2 separate regions of the Zea mays genome follow, and region 2 is linked to region 1. Evidence: chromatin contacts called from public Hi-C data. All regions are on one chromosome and are shown on one strand. The core of a region is the stretch at or near the end of the contact, and the rest is flanking DNA. Distances in the headings are between cores, read along the strand shown. Region 1 has its middle 57 kb from the start of LOC103638228. Region 2 holds the start of LOC100274222 (DNA repair protein RAD23).

Region 1 (6,211 bases), core at 1,775-4,274:
ATGGCCGATAGCCCCTGTTCCTCCCCTAGCCGAAGGCCTCAGCCGTCGTCCTTGTTGACCACATCGGACGTCGTGGTTGACCGCCCTGTACCAGTTCACCATGACCACGACCTCGCCTTGGCTCCCTGCTATGCTCGCCCGGCCCGACCCCAAGCGCCAGCACGCGTCCATGGTCGCGTCCGTCGAGTTTGCCAAAGCTCTGTTATGAGTGCCGAACTATACCTATAAAGCCTCGCCGGTGAAGTCCACCGCCATCCTCTGGTCTCAGCTCGTCCCAACACTCGTGCTTGCCCTTGGCTCGCGTTGGCGTTCGCGCTTTCTTGTCATCACTGCGGCGCGCTCGCTCCTCGTCCATCGGACTTCGGCGTGCTCGCGTTTGCCGTTGAGTTGTCAAACCCCGTCCTTCCTTGCTCGACTCCCAAGCCAAATCCCTGATCCGCGTCCGCAGCGCTCGCTTCTCGGATCCTCGTCGCTGCGCCATTATTTTCGTCAAATAGAATTGTCGTGCCGATACGTCGATGTCGTCATTTGCCTCCGCACTGCTACTGGTCGGCGATCTTGTTGTCGTCGTGTTCGCTTCGACTCTACCTCTACGTGCTCGCCTTTGATCACCACTGCAATTTTAGAAGTTTGAGTGAAGAAGTGGAACTTGTGGGGCGCTTGCCAGGAACTCGATAGGAGGCATGAACAAGGATCAGCAACGTTTGCTTGAAATTCTAATTGAATCGGTAACCGTTCTCTAGTTCGCTATTTTTTTATTAATTGATTGAGTCGATGGATTGAATAGTATATTAATCGTAATAATCCTCGTGTTTAGCGCAGGCGCGTTGTGGTAATGTTAAATATATGTGAAGTACGATGGAGTTAGTAATGCGAAAGGTAGATTAATTTATGTGATATTCGGGCGGGCTGATGACGTAAAAGATAGGTTTAGTATTTCTATCGGCTAGTTAATAGATTTTCTAGTGTTATTATGTCGATTTGGTTAATTGATGTAGTCGATGCCCTGCTTAATTAGTTAGCTTATTCTAGGTTTCGTGTTTAGTTCGATGTCATGAGAGATGTGCAAATTACCTCGAGTAATTAACAGTGAATGACATCGACCTATTTAATTAGTGTGGAATTCAAGATAATTGAAAAATGTGATTTAAAAGGGTAATTAGATTGTTTATATGCTGATTTTAAGACTTCGGCTTTCAATAATGGTGAGTCTAACTTTATTAGACTTCTGATGACAAATTGTAACTAAGGAGGATAGTGTGTGTTTATAATTTATTCTTACTTGATAATAGAATTAGATATAATTAAACAGGAGAAACGCGAGTGGTGTAGTTAGTATGTACAGTTCATTATTTTGTGATTATTGCGCTTAGTCATATGTCGATAACTAGTGTTTCCGTATGAAATGGTACAACGTCTCGTCGATAGGTGTTTAATTCGCTGTCGTGTAGCATTATTTAGGTTTGTGATATTCCTGTTTATATGCATTCATGTGCATTATGCAAATCATTTAGGTACGTTTATTGACTACGTGATATGGAGGACCGAAGTTGAGTCGGCAACAAGATGTCGCTGTGCGTGAGCTTCTCCACAAGATGATGCTGATGGACGAACCTAAAGACGGATAATTTGAACGAGTACCAAGACAAAGGATGGTCGTCAAGTGGTCTCCACCTAACAAACACTAACGTAGTGTTTATTCCAGGCAAGCCCCAGTGCATTTGCCACCTCCTTGCTGTTTTAAAATCTTTATCACCTTATATGATGCATTAGGTGATAGGAGTTGTGTGCTAAACAGTTGATACATTTCCTTCCTTGGAAAATTGATTATCCTTCCTTGATACCCTTTTATGAAAATGATTTTTTGATGCTTAGCCTTGCTTAGAAAAATAAAATGTTTTGTTTTAAAACAAAAGGTGATGCTTCACAGTGGATGGGAATTTTTACAAAGAAAAACTTGTGATGGTGGATTCATCATGGCCATGATGGGTTCAACATCTGAAAAGATGTACCTCTGTCAGGTACCAAACTTTGGGTTTTAAATGATAAAGCTGAGACCGGGCGGGTGACTTGCACGAGAAGGAAGTCTCGGTGTAGTGTCTCCGTCTGAGTCGCTTAAGGACCGTGCCGATGTAGGCTTGCTGATTGAGGACCTTTTAACTGGCCACATGCCTCGTCGTAAGCTTTGCCTCGGGCAGACCAATACCAGAGAGGCCAACACGCAATGGGAGTGGAGAGATGGCGAGAGTAGCGTGTACCCTCCGTGCCAAGAGGCTGGATGGTGGTGTATCTGTGCTCTCGGTTGGCGTGAACTCGGTCTGGTCTTGAGAAACCCTGTGGCGTGTTGACATATGCAAGGGTTAAGTGCTACATATATCGTGTGGTTAGAGATCCCCAGCTGGGTATTAATCGATTCGGATCGCCGTTACTTCTCGGACATGAAGACTTGGTCACTGCCCTACACGTAGCAATCAGTGAACTAAAGGGTTGATAAAAAGACGGCTAGTATAGGCCAAGTGCTTGAACTAGGATAGAAAGAACTTTAGATGCAGGTAACTTTACTTAACCTGATAATAAAATTAGATTTTTAAGGATCCACTATTAGTAAGCATTTCTGCAAATAGAGTCTTTGATGCTTGATCAGCCTTACGTTGACTCCCTCAAGCCAGCATATCCTTGAGAGTCTTTTTCTTTTTTCGGGTAAGACTTGCGAAAGTACACTTCGTACTCATGGTTTTCGAACCCATGTTGTTGTAGGTACTAGAATCAGGGGCGGATATTGGGCCTAGGCCACCTAGGACGTGGCCCGGGTCGTAGCCCAAAAATTATATATATATATATAGTACATATTTTGACCAAAAAACCTTAACATTGTTTCTGCGTTCTCTATTTTCCTGTGTGACCGAGCGCCAGCACGAGCAGCAGGCCAGCCGCCACCCGCCAGCGCCCAGCACTAGCAGTACGCAGCACGAGCAGTACGCACTACGCAGCACCAGCACGCACCTGCACGGGCACGGCTGTCGGGTTGTACGCCAGTGGCCAGCACCGCAGCACGCCAGCCAGGCCACTAGGCGCTAGCCGCCAGGCGCCAGGGGCAGGGCAGCCGACACTCCGGCAGCGAGGCCAGGGCCTAGGCGCGCGCGGCGCGCGTGGTGCCACGCTGCTAGTCTGCGGTCTACCACTGTCGTACTGTGTGCCTTCCATCAGCAGTCTGTATTGTAAGTGCTCTTCTCATTTTTTTTAGTTTTTTTACTAGTGAACAGCGAGCTAAATACTAAATTGTTAAATGCCAGTTTTGCATTGGTTTATCATCTCATTGAATTAGCCTTAATTTTGCCTGTTGCAACTGCCACGGTTGAAAGAGCCTTCTCAGCTATGAAAATCATCAAGACAGAATTAAGAAATAAGATGAGAAATGATTGGTTGAATCATAGAATGGTATGCTATATAGAAAGAGATATCTTTGCAAGTATTCAAAGTGATGATATTTTATACCATTTTCAAGAATTGAAGAGTCGAATGAAAAAGCTACCTCCACAAAGTTTAAGTGGTATATTTTTGTACTCACTTATACATTTTTGTATTCATTAGTTATATTGTCATATTGTATCTCTTATTTTATACAAATATTTAACTTGCAATGTGTAGGTTCAAATTCACGTGCTAACGTTGATGAAGTTATTAGAGGCGCGGAAGAACCAAATCGTCTCTAATTAGGTACTTTTATAGTTTTAATCAAGTTTATTTCATTTTTAGATGCTGAATTGAAGTAAATACTATTTTAGTCTACGTTTATGGTATATTTTGTTTTAGCGGTATATTTAGCCGCACAATATATTACAGGTTTTTTTAAAGTAACCTACAAGTTTTATAGAGTGGCCTAGGGCGTTAATTTTATAAAGCTCCGCCACTGACTAGAATTGCGCTACTATGGATGGTGTTAAGCGCCAGTGGGCACGGCCTTCTTATAAGTCTAAGTACTTCTCCTATACTTCTAATTGAGGATTGTCACTGAGCTAGCATATATTTCAAACTTATAAATGATTTATAACATTTCAAAGTTTATTTCTTTGAATCACCTTGTAACCACTCCGATAAACATAATGTAAATTTGTTGTAACTTGTAACCTTTTGTAATAAAGAAATTCTGCTGCAAAAATGTTGGTGTGTGATTTGTGTTTACTTAATTTTGCGATCCTGGTTGTAAGTGGTTTATCCGAGGTCCTTGGGGCACTCGGACGGATCCTGTTAAGTTATCTAGTGCACATGCATAGCCGTTTGAGATCTTTGAGACAGGGCAGGTGCATGTGGGCCCAATAACTTGGGAGGTTCTGCCACAGCTGGTATCGGAGCAAGATTAAGTATAATACGATCACATACGTATTTTCAAAACAAAGTTTTGATTTTGAAAAACCTATTTTCAACTAAACACATTGTTTGGTTATGAAAAACATATTTGAAAACTATAATGCTAGCGACATCCTCTGTTAAGCGCTAAACTAAGGTAAATGAGATCAATCACTTGATTTAAATCTCTTTACTCACTACTAGTCTTTAAATAACTATTAATGTGTTATTTTTAATTTGATGGATTTGAGGTGTTACAAAACCTACCCCCTAAAAGGAATCTCGTCCTCGAGATTAAGGAACTTCTGAAAATAGCTAGGGGAATTCCATTCTGAGTTCGTCTTCTCTTTTCCAAGTAGTCTCATCTTCCGAATGATGAATCCACTGAACTTTGCACATATTGATTACTTTACTCCGAGTAATTCTGCGAGATGTTTCCAAAATTATAATCGAATACTCAAAATAAGTCAAGTCTTCATTAACATTCAGTTCTTCCATGCGTAGCTGTTCTTCTGGTACTCTTAAGCATTTCTTGAGTTGTGACACATGGAATACGTCATGCATGCCTGATAAACTATCGGGTAGTTCCAACTGATATGCCACTTCTCCTTTCCTTTCCAAAATTTTGAATGGACCGATATAACGGGGTGATAATTTGCCTTTAACTTTAAATCTTCTCATTCCTCTCATTGTAAAACCTTAAGATACACGAAGTCTCCAACTTCAAAGATTAATTCTCTTCTTCTATTGTCATCATAGCTTTTCTGCCTTGATTGTGTTGTTTTCAGATTCTCTCTAACAATCTGCACTTGCTTTTCTGCTTCTTGGAGAATTTCTGGACCAAATACTTGACTTTCTCCGGTTTGATTCCAATATAGTGGTGTTTTGCATTTCCTTCCATAGAGTGCTTTGAATGGTGCCATCTTTAGACTTGCTTGGTAACTACTGTTATAAGAGAACTCTGCATAGGGAAAACTCTTATCCCAACTTTTACCATACGTTAAAGTACAAGCTCTTAACATATCTTCTAACACTTGATTTGTTCTTTCTGTTTGTCCATCTGTCTGTGGATGGTAAGCTGAGCTAAAATTTAGCTTAGTATCCATAGATTAATGTAACTTTTTTCCAAAAACGTGAGGTAAATTGGGTTCCTCAATCTGACACAATTTTCTTCGGTACTCCATGCAGACAAACAATCCTTGACATGTACAGCTTTGCTAACTGAGATCCTGAATAAGTTGTCTTCACAGGTATAAAATGTGTAACCTTAGTCAATCTGTCTACAATAACCCATATGGAATCATACCCATCACTGGTATGGGGTAATCCAACTATGAAATCCATATCAATTTCTTTCCATTTCCATTCAGGTACTTTAAGAGGTTGTAGCAAACATGCTGGTCTTTGATGTTCTGCCTTAACTCGTTGACATACGTCACATAGTGCAACATAAGTAGCAACATCTCTTTTCAAACCGTACCACCAATATTTTTCCTTTAGATCTTGGTACATCTTAGTACGTCCAGGGTGTATAGAATAAGCCGAATCGTGAGCTTCTCTCAAAATAAGTTGGCGTTGATATTCATTTTTCGGTACACAGATTCTCTTCTTAAACCAAATTGTGCCTTGTTCATCTTCTGCAAAATCATAGGCTTTTCTCAATTTAATCTATGTTTTAATTTCCTTATTTTCTCATCGGATTCCTGTCCTTTACGAATCTCTTGTTCCAAAGTAGATTCCATTTCCATAACGATTGCTTCCGTATTATTGACCATACCAAGATTAACTTGCTCCATTTCCCAACATAATTCTTGCGGCATCAAATAGGTAGTAACATTGTTCACTTGACCTTTACGGCTTAAAG
Region 2 (6,211 bases), core at 1,611-4,110, 130 kb after region 1:
GATTTTGGCTTATCCATAGAGGGACGACGTTGCTCAAGCTTTATACTCCTCCCTCCGCTATTGACGTCCGAGCTCGACCCCAACAACCCCGAAGCGACGGCGGCGGCTTTGCTCTGGTTTGTTACGCAGGTGGGAGAAGATTTCGGCGGTAGGTAGGAGATGGCGCTGACGGTCTGGGCCCGACTGCCAGGGTTTCAAGCGTGAGCGCTGGGAGACCGCCGTCACGGGCCCACCAGCCAGCACGCCCCGTGATCCTAGTGTCCGCAGCCTACCCTGCCCGCGGGGCCCACCAGTCGGCGAGAAAACACCCAGGCGCGCGCAAGTGACTGAGTGCACGAGTTGGGCCAAGAGAGGAGATAAGTGGAGATGGGCCGAAATGTGCTTGCGCGAGCCCAGAACTGATTTTCTCCTTTTCTTTTTCTTTTCTTGTTATTTTGTTTTTATTTGATATCCAATTTCAAAATTGAGTTCGAATTTGAGATTTTAAATTTAGGTTTTTAATGCACAAACAAAAACACCAGTATAAAATTTGCCAATTTATTTATCTAAGTATTGGTTCACAAATGCAATGCACAAATAATTTTGAATGTGTGATCAAAGTTAAAAAGTTTAATTTAGAAGAACAAAAATATTCATTATATATTTCTTTTGTGAAAAGTAAGGTCCAATATAAAGAATTACCTTGGTGGGATATTTTTTCTTTACAAGTACTTTATATATAGTTTATTCAAAAAGTACCTCTAGTCTTACGATGATTTTTTTTTCTCCCATCTTTTCTTAGATAACATTTTTATTTAGTTCCTGAGATGATTTTTTTTTCTAGATCCCAAAAAAATAGGGTTTTAGGGTGTTACACACGGGCGTCCACTCGGATTACCCGTTAGCAACTCACTGGAGACACCACGTCCGGCGCCCTCCGAGGGCAACATGGCGCTTTCCCCCCTCCTCCTTGCGGAAAGGCGATGCAGGGGCGTATGTAAAAAAGTAGAGTCTGTCCTTGACCGTCCTCTCGCTCTATGCGGAAGCTCGGGGGCTGCTCTCACAAACCCGGCTCCGGCCAAACCGTTGACAGCGTCAACATACCAGCCCGAGAACTTGGGACTCGACTGTGCACCCGGGCTACGGCCAGTTCGCATGAGGGAACAACCAGACCGGCCAAAGCATCACGAAACGCATTAAGACCTCGAAGGAGTCAAACCACTCCTCCGAGGCCTCGGGGGGCTACACCCGGTGCGCGCGCCCACCGGAACGAAAACGCAACCGAGAAAGGTCGGTCCCCTTGCAAAAAAGTGTGACAAAAGCCTCCAAGCGAGTATTAACACTCCCTTCGAGGCTCGGGGGCTACTGTCGGGGACCATAATTAGGGGTACCCCAAGACTCCTAATCTCAGCTAGTAACCCCCATCAGCACAAAGCTGCAAAGGCCTGATGGGTGCGATTAAGTCAAGGCTCGGTCCACTCAAGGGACACGATCTCGCCTCGCCCAAGCCCAGCCTCGGGCAAGGGCAACCGACCCCGGAGGATCCACGTCTCGCCCGAGGACCCCCTCAAGCAACGGACACACCTTCGGTTCGCCCGAGGCCCAGTCTTCGCCGAGAAGCAACCTTGGCCGGATCGCCACACCGACCGACCGTATCGCAGGAGCATTTAATGCAAGGATGGCCTGACACCTTATCCTGACGCGCACCTTTCAGTCGACAGAGCCGAAGTGACCGCAGTCACTTCGCCGCTCCACTGACCGGCCTGACAAGAAGACAGCGCCGCCTGCGCCGCTCCGACTGCTGTGCCACTCGACAGAGTGAGGCGGACAGCAGCCAAGTCCGACCTCGGGCGCCATAGGAAGCTCCGCCTCGCCCGACCCCAGGGCTCTGACTCGGCCTCGGCCCCGAAAGACGACGAACTCCGCCTCGCCCGACCCCAGGGCTCGGACTCGGCCTCGGCCCCGGAAGACGACGAACTCCGCCTCGCCCGACCCCAGGGCTCGGACTCGGCCCCGGAAGACGACGAACTCCGCCTCGCCGACCCCAGGGCTCGGACTCGGCCTCGGCCTCAGACGATGGTCTCCGCCTCGCCCGACCCGGGGCTCGGACTCGACCTCGACCTCGGAAGACAGACTCGACCTCGGAGGAGCCTCCGCCTCGCCCAGGGCTCGGACCGACCACGTCACAGGGGGGCCATCATTACCCTACCCCTAGCTAGCTCAGGCTACGGGGAACAAGACCGACGTCCCACCTGGCTCGCCCCGGTAAACAAATAATGATGGCGCCCCGCGTGCTCCGTGACGACGGCGGCTCTCAGCCCCTTACGGAAGCAAGGAGACGTCAGCAAGGACTCGACAGCCCCGACAACTGTCCTTCCGCAAGGCTCCAGCGCTCCTTCGACGACCACGACATCACATGAACAGGGTGCCAAGACCTCTCCGGCTGCCACGACGACATGTATTTAGGGCACTAGCTCCTCTCTGCTAGACACGTTAGCACACTGCTACACCCCCATTGTACATCTTGACCCTCTCCTTACGCCTATAAAAGGAAGGTCCAGGGCTCTCTTACAAGAAGGTTGGCCGCGCGGGGGAACGGGACGACGCGTAAAGTCTCTCGCTCTCTCCCACGCGGACGCTTGTAACCCCCTACTGCAAGCATACCCGACCTAGGCGCAGGGCAACACGAAGGCCGCGAGTTTCCCCTTTTGCCTGTCTCCCCTTTTTGCCTCCCTTCGTGTTTCGTACAGGAACCCCGGGGTCGAAACATCGACATATATATATAGAAACCGTAGCAATGTACGCTCATCTGGCTAATATTAGCTTAACAAAACAGCTCAAAGTCGGTCGAGCCAGCCTAACCGTGTATTGGTGTGGGCAACTTTTTTTTCCCAACCGGGCACACTTCCGTTTACATCTATCCCCTCAGCCAGCGGCCAGCGCACAGCGCAACCGCCTCAAAACACCCGCGTGTGCGTGACAGTGCAGCTAGATCCACCCACAACCTCGCCACCACTCTCCACGCCTTCCGATCCAATCACCCGCCCCTTTCACTGACGCCAGGATCAATCAGGCACGGTCCCACGGGACAGCGAGAATATCTAGGTCGACCCTGAGAGCCAGCCGCCAGGCGCTGATTTCTCTTTTGTAGCCTCCGGATTTTTTTTCGCCTATAATTACTCTTCCCCGTGCGCCCTCGCGAGGTCGAACCCCCAAGGCGAGGCGACGAAACCCTCGCCAGTCCCCAACTCGAACCTCAGTCAGGCAGCGTGAGGAGGGAGAGTTCAAGGACCGAGGCGGCGTCGGGCGAGATGAAGCTTAACGTCAAGACCCTCAAGGGCACCAACTTCGAGATCGAGGCGAGCCCCGATGCATCGGTACGGCCCCCTTCCCGTCCTTCTCACTTCAATCCGATCGATTCCGTGCAATTTTTGACCGTTTCCCTGGATTCGGGTGCGGCTCGGTACGATTTCGCGGTTATCTGGTGCAGCGATTGCGCTGCCGGCCGCTGGTAGCGCAGGGGGCTTTGATATGAATCTAGGGTTTTTATTTTGGGGGCGTCCAGCCGGCGGATGGTGGGAGCCCGTTGCTCTCTGGTTTTCTGCATTTTGAACTTCAGTTTCTCACACGGGACATAGTCTAGGGTTTGTCGTTGGTTGGAGTTTGGGGTTTGTGGTTGCGTGTGTTCGTCGTAATTATCACAGTAATGCGGCGCGGTTGCTGTACAGACGGATGATTCAGCATGTCGTGGTGTTCTATTTATGTTGCTCGGCAACGTCTCTAGTCGTGCAGCCTACTCACTGCTTGTAATTTTCAGGTTGCTGATGTGAAGAGGATCATTGAGACCACTCAAGGTCAGAGTACCTACCGGGCGGACCAGCAAATGCTCATATACCAAGGGAAAATTCTCAAGGATGAAACCACTTTGGAAAGCAACGGAGTTGCTGAGAACAGCTTCCTTGTTATAATGTTGTCCAAGGTATTTGGTGCTCTCTGTCTTATCCCATCAGTGATGTGTTCAATAATCTGGTTCTTAACTGGAAACTGTGATTGGTTTGCCTGCAAGTCGTGCCATATTTTGAGTGTTTTGGGTTGGTTGCATTAATTTCACTTTCATATCTTACTTTACTTCAGCTGTTATTGTTACATGTATGGATTGCTAGTAAAATATTAGTAGTTTGCCTTATGAATTATGATGCTCATAAGTTATCTACAGTAGATAGTTGTCTTGTTACTTCTGCTAGTGCTCTGGATGGTGCAGTCATTTGCCTGAGAATTGGCATTGTGACTGATTTCTTTGATGATTTCCATGTAAATTGTAAATTATTTCTTTGAATATCTTGCAAATTGTTATTTGATTTCCTCAACTCTGTATGACCAAGTGATTAGTCTTCCAGAATGGAAGTCTCAGATTCAACATAACACAGATTTGGATTTGAATTATTTCATCTCTTTTCTTTTCCAGTTTCTTCGTATTTACTCTCCATTTTTACTGCTCTTTTGTGAAATACAATGGCTACATTGTCAACTGCTTAGTGCATTTTAAATAAAACTCAACCTTTACTTGCTTGGTCGATGAATTGATTGCTTTCAAGGTGATAATGACAACATAAGATATTGAATGCTTCGTATTGGGTTTTGTGGGGTTTTCCCCTCTTTGTGACTGACCTAAATTTAATTACTTCACAAAAACGAAAATACAACGTTCAGAGTTATGTCGATTTCGTGTGAAGATGTCTTTTAACAGCTTCCATGACCCGTTATATATTTTCCAATTTTTAACTTCAGCTACAGTTGACACTGATTTATTTGGTTAAGCTGCTATTAGCTTCTAATCTTTATGTTCTATCTAATCTGACATGCATGACATGATTTTTTGCTAGGCTAAGGCATCATCGAGTGGAGCTTCTACCGCTACTACTGCAAAAGCTCCTGCAACTCTGGTTAGTTTTGGCATAGTTGATGTAGTTATTTTCGTATTTCGCTAGTGTTCTTCTTCGGGGTTGCAATGTAGAAGTACTTGTGTTGTAAAAATGAATTGCATTCCAAATCTTGTCTGTCTTGTGTGGGATATGAATTGGCATGTCATTAGTGTTCACATGTGTCATAGGACTCATCCATGTTTATTGGTGTACTTTGGGATATGAATTAGCAGATTTAGAATGACAGGCCTGGTGCAGTGTTGATAGCTGTCGCTGTCTCAATGAGTCACCAGGTCGAGGGTTCAAAGCAGCCTCTCCGCATTTGCAGGGGGAAAGCTTGCCTCGGTTTATCCCTTTCCTAGACCCCACTCATGTGGGAGCCTCCGGCATTGGTTTGCCCCCTTTTTTTTATGATTTCAATCACCTAATGTACATGAAGGCAAAAAAGTGGGAGCAATGATCAAATTTAATCCCTTTTTGGTACTTGTCTCATCATAATCAATTTACGCTGTTTGTACATACAAAATAACAAGTATATGGTGCATGAAACTCAATTACTCATGATGAAATAATATCTTGTATTTTTGTTTTGGCATTATTATTACCAACTGTTTTCTGATATTTTGATATGCCATTTAACTTTGCAATAGGCCCAACCTGCTGCCCCTGTGGCCCCTGCTGCATCAGTTGCAAGAACACCAACACAGGCTCCTGTTGCCACAGCTGAAACGTGAGCCATCTTCCCCCCTTCATCTTTTGTGGTAACCCTATGGTTTCTCTTATGCCATTGTTATTGTCTTACACAGGGCACCTCCAAGTGTCCAACCTCAGGCTGCTCCAGCTGCTACGGTTGCTGCTACGTAAGCTCTAGAACCTTTATAATGACTCCTTTGAAATATATCCATTTAATCTTTTGGTTTTAGAAATAAAGAACAAGATTTTATCCCACTTCTGTGTTGTTTTCTTATGTTTGTGGAAGACTGATCAGAGAATTATATCATTAGCTTCATTAATGATCTTTTATAAACTAGGATCTAATAGACTACCATTCTATAAGCCCGTGCATGTTGGACATTTATATTTTGGTTGGGTGTGCACGATGTGGATGGCATAATTGAAAATAGAACATTATAACCTTGTGACGACAAGTATTTATATAAAAGGAGCATATCTGGTGAAAAACTTTAAAAAGGCATCTAAAATCATATCTTTTTCATATTTTTGGAAAACTTGTCATCTATAGATAAAGTTACTATAGTATGCCAGACAGCATTTCAAATGGAGACATCACACCACCATTTGAGAGATAC

What was found. A called contact is a pair of places that touch in the nucleus more often than the background predicts.
Region 2: a Hi-C map of ear shows a contact between it and region 1, with 2.8 times the contacts expected there. The contact joins the promoter of LOC100274222 here to the enhancer-like site in region 1. A contact is called at or near these places in 3 of 25 Hi-C or Micro-C datasets (ear, leaf and tassel).

The regions. Positions count from the first base shown.
Region 1 is chr9:34,097,612-34,103,822 of Zm-B73-REFERENCE-NAM-5.0, forward strand. No RefSeq gene overlaps it. Among protein-coding and RNA genes, the nearest start is that of LOC103638228, 57 kb to the right of the region's middle. Within about 2 kb of position 3,025, at least 15 of the 20 cell types and tissues checked have an H3K27ac peak or open chromatin away from gene starts, as enhancers often do. A contact at or near this core is called in ear, leaf and tassel, where this site is marked.
Region 2 is chr9:34,225,479-34,231,689 of Zm-B73-REFERENCE-NAM-5.0, forward strand. LOC100274222 (DNA repair protein RAD23) reads left to right here and starts at 2,861. Exons shown (of 12, transcript NM_001148593.1): 1 at 2,861-3,356; 2 at 3,797-3,958; 3 at 4,863-4,922; 4 at 5,552-5,631; 5 at 5,708-5,761. The coding sequence starts at 3,291.